Regions from separate parts of the Sus scrofa genome. Here region 1 is linked to region 2. The links are chromatin contacts, called in public promoter capture Hi-C maps. All regions are on one chromosome and are shown on one strand. Each heading gives the region's core, a stretch centred on a gene start, on an enhancer-like site or on the middle of the called end of the contact. The rest is flanking DNA. Distances are from core to core; before and after follow the strand shown.

Region 1 (3,132 bases), core at 390-2,889, 840 kb after region 2:
TGTGGGGGGGATACATCCTTGGCATGTGGAAGTTCCTGGGCCAGGGATCAAAGATGAGCCACAGCAGTGACAACATGAGATCCTTAATTGCTAGGCCACCAGGGAACTCCCAGAAATCTTGTCCTCATCCTTGACTCCTCTCTTTTCCTTGGCCCACATTCAATCAGCAAATACTGCCTGCTCTATCTTAAAAAAAAAAAAAAAAAAAAAAAATCCCATACAGGGTCCCATCTCCTGACCGCCACCACTAGGCTCTGAATCACCATGGTCCCCCCCCCACCCCAAACACACACACACAACGCACTGGTCTCCTCTGTGGTTCTCTCTGCTGCCTGCACCTCCACATCAGACTCCTGCTCACACAGCTAGAGTGGAGCACATGGGCACCAAATCCACATCTAAGAGAACTCCAGGCCCGTGCACCTTCCTCTCTACAAACATTTCTCAGCTTTGGAATGACTGACACTTGGGGCCAGATCATCTTCTTTGGGGAGATGGCCTGTCCTGTGCATTGGAGGATGTTCCACTGCATCCCCAGGTCTCTCCACCCTTGATGCCTGGAGCATCCCTTCCGCCTCATCCCAAGTTGTGACAACCAACAATGTCTGCTAAATTTCACCTGGGGGACAAATCTGCTCCCTATTAAGTCTGACTGCTGACATCCCATGGGCAACCCCAGGGCATGCCGGCGCTAAGACTGCTGTCCCCTTCCAAGCTCCCAAGCTGGGGCAGTCTGCATCCTCCTGGGAATCGCCTTCTGGCGCCTTCTTGCTTTTGGTGCGGTTCCTGCTCCATCACTGCCATGCTGTCCCTCCACTGTTCAAATCCTACCCTTCCTTCCAGGAACCAGTCCAGGTCCCCTCACTGCAGGGAGTCCCCATGACGACGGGAGCCCCCAAGGAGCACCTTCTCAAAGTTAACAAGCCTTCTAATTGGTATCCCTACTTCCTCTTCGCCCTCTATGGTCTGGAGTTCACAGTTCAGCGGGAGGGATGGCTTCAGCACAGAAAACAGACCAGGCCCTCACTGGCCCAAGAGGAAGGCCTCCTACCCTCTGGCCTCTGCCCACATCTGCAACCTCATTCTTCCCTCCCCTCCTTTCTGCCACGCTGGCCCCTGGTCCAACACAAGCCTGTGTGCTTCCTTGCATGTGCTGTTCCCTCTGCCCAGTACACTCTTCCACCGACCTTTGCTTGGCTGAACCTCCAGGGGTGTGGGTAGGGGACCCTCCTAATCCTCGTGGCACCTCCCACTGCCTGACGTTTCCTCATTTGCCTACGTGATTACTGTTCATCTCCAACTCCCACCCCACGGCGGGATGCGGCCTCTCCAAGGGCAGGGCTGGCTCGGCGTGATGCCTGCCTGGGTCACGTCTCGGGTGCTCGGGAAATGCCGGGGGGTGGAGGGAGAGCGGAGCGCGCGCGGAGCCTCGGGCTCCTCCAAGACGGGGACACCGAGGCCCGGGAGGGGCAGGTCCCCGGTGGGCCCCAAGCTGTGGCACGCGTTGCCAGACTGGGACCCCGCTCCCAGTCCTGCCCGGGTCCCCCCTCCCACCGACCCCGGGAGCGCGCCGAAGGCCCGCCGCGCGCCCACTCACCTCGTAGCGGGCGCTTGGGATTCCTCCTCCCGGAAGTGCGAGGCCGAGCGCCGCCACCCGCCCGGGGAACTTCTGCCGGAAGCCGCCGAGGGCGGGGCGGGGCGGGGATGGGGGCGGGGCGGGGGCGGGGCCGAGGGCGCTCTGCGGAGACCCCGTGCAGCGCGCCCTCGCTCTGCTTCACGGGTTGCTCCCGGCGCCCCGCGCCGAGCAGGGTCTTGGGCTGTGGTTGTTTGTCTCCTGGGTTCCACCGGGGTCTCGGCCTGGAGCCCCGGTGCCTCCTGCAGACCCCTGCGCACCTCTGGCAGCCAGAAAACCGTCAGCTGCTTACAAATTAAGTATTTACTTTCTCCAAGCTAGTGCTGGGCAACCATGGAAACACTAAGCTCTCTCCTGGGCTTTTTCTTCTGGGAGCTCAAGCCAGCTGGGGAGTGATGTTAGGGGCTTTAAATATTAGGACTTAGAAGATCCATGAGAGGTAATAAATAATAAACATTAAACATTTTCTGAATGCCTGAACCTTTAAAGAATGATCTCAATTTCAGTGAGTCGGAGAGCATCCCAGACTGAGGAAATAAGGAGGCCAGAAGAAGACTGGAGCCTGGCTTGGAGCCCACTTGTTTATAAAAAAAACCATGGTTGGAAAAGTAACCAAGGGGCAGGTTGCAATGAGCCCAAAAATGCCAGTAGGGAGTTGGGATCCTCCTCATCTTGCAGGATGGATTAAAAGGCCGAGAGCATATGGAGAGAGGGAAACATTTGGAGGCTAGGGCAGGCTAGGGTTGCAGATTGAGGCCCAGTTTGGGACTTTTTGCCTCCTAGATCTGTAGCTCTAAGGCTGGCTGCAAACAGGAGTCCTTGCAATGGACTCAGCTGGGCTCCCTGGCCTCGCTGAACAGAAGGATGGAGGCCAGAGTGTCAAAGCAGTTCATTATGCAAGCCGCTGCTGCCCAGCCCCACCAGCTGGCATCACGCAGGCATTCGCTCATTCAGCACTTACCATCACCTACAATGGCACCCAGGCTCTGGGCTTTATTCAGCCCCCAAGGCTGCATGCACTTGCTGTGCCTTTTGAAAGTGCTGATTCTCAGCCTCTTCTCCCTCAGAGGCAGGATGCAGTATCTACATCACCGTCCTCATTCTAGCCTCCCAGCTACCAAGGCTGAGGTTTGGAGCTACGGCGTAAAACACCAGCTGGTAGGCTGGGCACCAAGCATCGGCAACACACAGGGTGAAGAACTTGCCTTTTCTGTAAGGCATGAGGACTGGAGCTGTTCCTGGCTGTGTCCCTGGCAGGAAGAAGAGGGAGGACATGTCCACGCGGGTGTAGAGTATGCCTTTTCCTGCTGTACCCGGCAGGCTTGAGCAGAAAGCACTTTGTCTTGGTGTGACAGTCTGTGGCATCATTAACCAGCAGGGGTGTGTGTGTGTACCCGCGTGCACGCAGGCATGAGCTTGGTGGGGGCAGAGTCCTTGAAGAGGAGGAAGGGACTCTTGGAAGGGACTCTTGACGGCTCCAGTTGGAGCTCGCTAACATC
Region 2 (3,212 bases), core at 439-2,938:
AGGGAATATCTACCTTCCCGGATTGTGAGAAATAAATAAGATCATGTAGATACTTAACAAACATGATATTTTCGCAGAAACATTAAATCATCTGAGTCATCCATGAACCAGAGAGATTTGCTGAGCTCAACTGAGGGGCCTAAAAGAACAGTTGAGCTGGAAAGCACCTCATGTCTTTGGGCTTTAATGACTTGCAAACTGGAGTCCAAGGGAACTGTTTACAACATTTCCAAATAATAAGCGAAATCACATCCTCTTTTTTTTTTTTTTTTAAGGGCCGCACCTGCGGCATATGGAAGTTCCCAGGCTGGGAGTCAAACTGGACCTGTAGCTGCTGGCCTACACCACAGCCACAGCAACGCCAGATCAGAGCCATGTCTGTGACCTACGCCTCAGCTTGTGGCAATGCCCCTGGCTCCTTAACCCATTCAGCAAGGCCAAGGACCAAGCTTGTGTCCTCATGGCTAGTAGTCGGATTTGTCACTGCTGAGCCATGATGGGAATCCTGACTTACTCTTGATAGAGTATCAAGGTTCTTTACTTTTGTCTGAAATTGTATCAGCTCAAGGTGCTATCATGCTTATCACATGCTGTTCAGAAATTCTGATGTGCAAGTGACATGGGTCTTTGATAAAGTTGTTTTAACTGGGAAGTAATTAAAGGAGAGTAGATTAAATGATGTAAAACATTAATCTTGTCTAACTTTACGTTTCAGAAACAGGGAAGCTGAGGTTTAAAGAAGGAAGTGTACTAGTCACACAACTAGTACAGCAGGCTCTAAAACCTGGATTTTTTTTTTTCCTGGAACCAGTTACTTCCCTTCTTTCCATTCCGGAAAAGGAAAACCTAGGATCAATGAAATTGAGGGGTTTTGGTCCGCTGAGGCAGGAATGAAATGATTCATCAATTTGCTGTTGCCCTTTCTCTATTCTTGACTCATTCAGCAAATATTTACTGACTGTCCACACTATTTAGACTCAGAAGAGAAGTCATGGTGAGCAAGACATGCTCACAGTCAGGGTGGCAGGCAGAATGTGGATATGCTTCTAGGTATGAATTCAGAACCTCTGCTTCCTCCCCCTTAATAAATACATATGGATATATAAATATAAATGGATACATTATAAAACACCCAGTACTTTGCCTTCTAACACAGTGAGTTTGTCTGAGAGCAGAGCTGTTTCATTTGAAAGTGTCCAAATCTTCCTAACCACTCTATAGGCCCGAAATCAATGCTGTGGTGTTGGGCACAGCTGAATTCTAATTTTGATTGCCACTGTCTTTGAGACAGTATGTTGCTTTCCTTCTCTGACCCTTAGTTTTATCTAAGGAAACAGGGGCGAAATCATGTGTGGAATTGCTGGCAGGTTCATTTTAAGTCACCCCGGACTTTAGGCGAAAGAAAACGCTGGGAATCTAGGTTGAAAACAGAGTCGACGTAATCAATCCCTTAATTCCCAGACTTTCCCTCGCCCACGGCCACCCCTCTATCTTCCACCCCAGCTACCCTACTTTCCCCAAGATCCCCCTCTAGAGGGCACGCAAGCTCCACCGCGCTCACGCCTCACTTCCGTTCGCCTTCATTCTTTATTGTGCGCATGTGCATACTTCGGTTCGGGGCCGCCCTAAAACCCGCCCCCACCCCTGCTTTAGGGGGCTCCGCCGAAGACTGCACCCCTACGCCTGCGCAATCTCAGCCCCGCCCCCTACGCTGTTCCCGGAAACGCTTCCTTCCTACGTATCCGCTGCTGCCTCGGCCGCCGCTGGAGCTTTGCCTCTCTAGGCCTGTAGGGACTCTTCTCCATGGTTCTGCCTGTCAGCACTGCTTCGGGGGCCAGCCGGTGAGACTGGGCCGCACTCGGACGCTTTGATTCTCGAGTCCGACACTGGTGAGTGAACTTCAGAGAAGCTCGAGGACGGGCGGGGCTCGAGCAGCCGTAACGGGCAGGACTTCCCCTCAGTTCGGTAATGGGTCTGTCCGTCCTGCCCTCCCCCCCATTCCGGGAATGGGCTCGCCCCCTCCGTCCCAGCCCCTCCTCCTGGGCGGGGCGATGTTGCCATGGTGACGGCCGGCTGGCTGAGGCCCGGCGTGTGTGTGTCCTCGCAGGTGCCGGGGCTGCCCGGGGCCCATGGCGCGGCGGCGGCGGCGCTGACCCAGGCCCGGGCGGCAGCAGTGCCCCGCGAGCCGGCATGGCGGGCCAGTTCCGCAGCTACGTGTGGGACCCGTTGCTGATCCTGTCACAGATCGTCCTCATGCAGACTGTCTATTACGGCTCGCTAGGCCTGTGGCTGGCGCTGGTGGACGGGCTGGTGCGCAGCAGCCCCTCGCTGGACCAGATGTTCGACGCCGAGGTAGGGTCCCTGGGCCGACGCGGGCGGGGTCTCGGCTTCACGAGGTGGTCTGTCACTAATGGCTGTAGACCTCACTGGGCTACCTTCTCACTTTGTGGCTCTGGGAAAGGGATATCACTTTCCGAACCTCGGCTGCCCCATCCGTAAAATGGAATGACTCATAACGGGAAGGCAGACTGGTACAAAGGAAAGGCCCTGGGTGTTAGAATAAACAGACCTGCGTTCCAGGCAGTCTGATACATCTCCTTGCTGACACTGAGAAAGTGACTTCACTTCTCTGAGCCCTAGATTTCCAGGTATCAAACTGGGGAGGGAGGAATGGATAAAAGATCATTCACGGAGGTAGAGTGGGAACTACCTGGGCTTTGGAGTCAGGACTCTGTTTAACTCCCATGTATTAGCCATGTGACCTTGGGAAAGTATCCTCACCTCTCTGAACTTCAGTTTTCCTGTCTGCAAAATCATAAAATCAGTATCAGAAAGGTGGCAGACTGCAGAGAGCCTGTACTTTGGATTCAGAAAAGCTTAGGGTCCAGTCTAGACCCCAGCATTCTAACTGTGGGACTTGGGCAAGTTATTTCACCTTTCTAAACTTATTTCCTCTTTGGACTACAGTAATCCTCAACAAAATGTTTTGAGGCCCAGAGGGTGCTTTAGGGAGTTCCCGTTGTGGGTTACGAACCCAGCTAGTATCTACGAGGATGCAGGTTTGATCCCTGGCCTTGCTCAGTGGACTAAGGATCCGGCATTGCCGTGAGCTGTGGTGTAGGTTACAGATGTGGCTGGGATCCTGTGTTGCTGTTGCTGTAGCTGTGGTGCAGGCCGGCAGCTGCAGCTCCCATTCTACCCCTAGCCTGGGA

Evidence for each region. Promoter capture Hi-C pulls out the DNA fragments that hold promoters and counts their contacts.
Region 1: a contact with region 2 is called in a promoter capture Hi-C map of liver, with 4 times the contacts expected there. The contact joins the promoter of SLC35C2 here to the promoter of SYS1 in region 2. A contact is called at or near these places in 1 of 5 promoter capture datasets (liver) and 1 of 2 datasets of contacts at active chromatin or transcription factors (alveolar macrophages).

The regions. Positions count from the first base shown.
Region 1 is chr17:48,523,473-48,526,604 of Sscrofa11.1, forward strand. It overlaps SLC35C2 (solute carrier family 35, member C2), which reads right to left and starts at 1,640. Exons shown (of 10, transcript NM_001185159.1): 1 at 1,598-1,640.
Region 2 is chr17:47,684,496-47,687,707 of Sscrofa11.1, forward strand. It overlaps SYS1 (protein SYS1 homolog), which reads left to right and starts at 1,689. Exons shown (of 4, transcript XM_005672967.3): 1 at 1,689-1,889; 2 at 2,108-2,352. The coding sequence starts at 2,191. It overlaps DBNDD2 (dysbindin (dystrobrevin binding protein 1) domain containing 2), which reads left to right and starts at 1,725. Exons shown (of 6, transcript NM_001243672.1): 1 at 1,725-1,889; 2 at 2,108-2,352.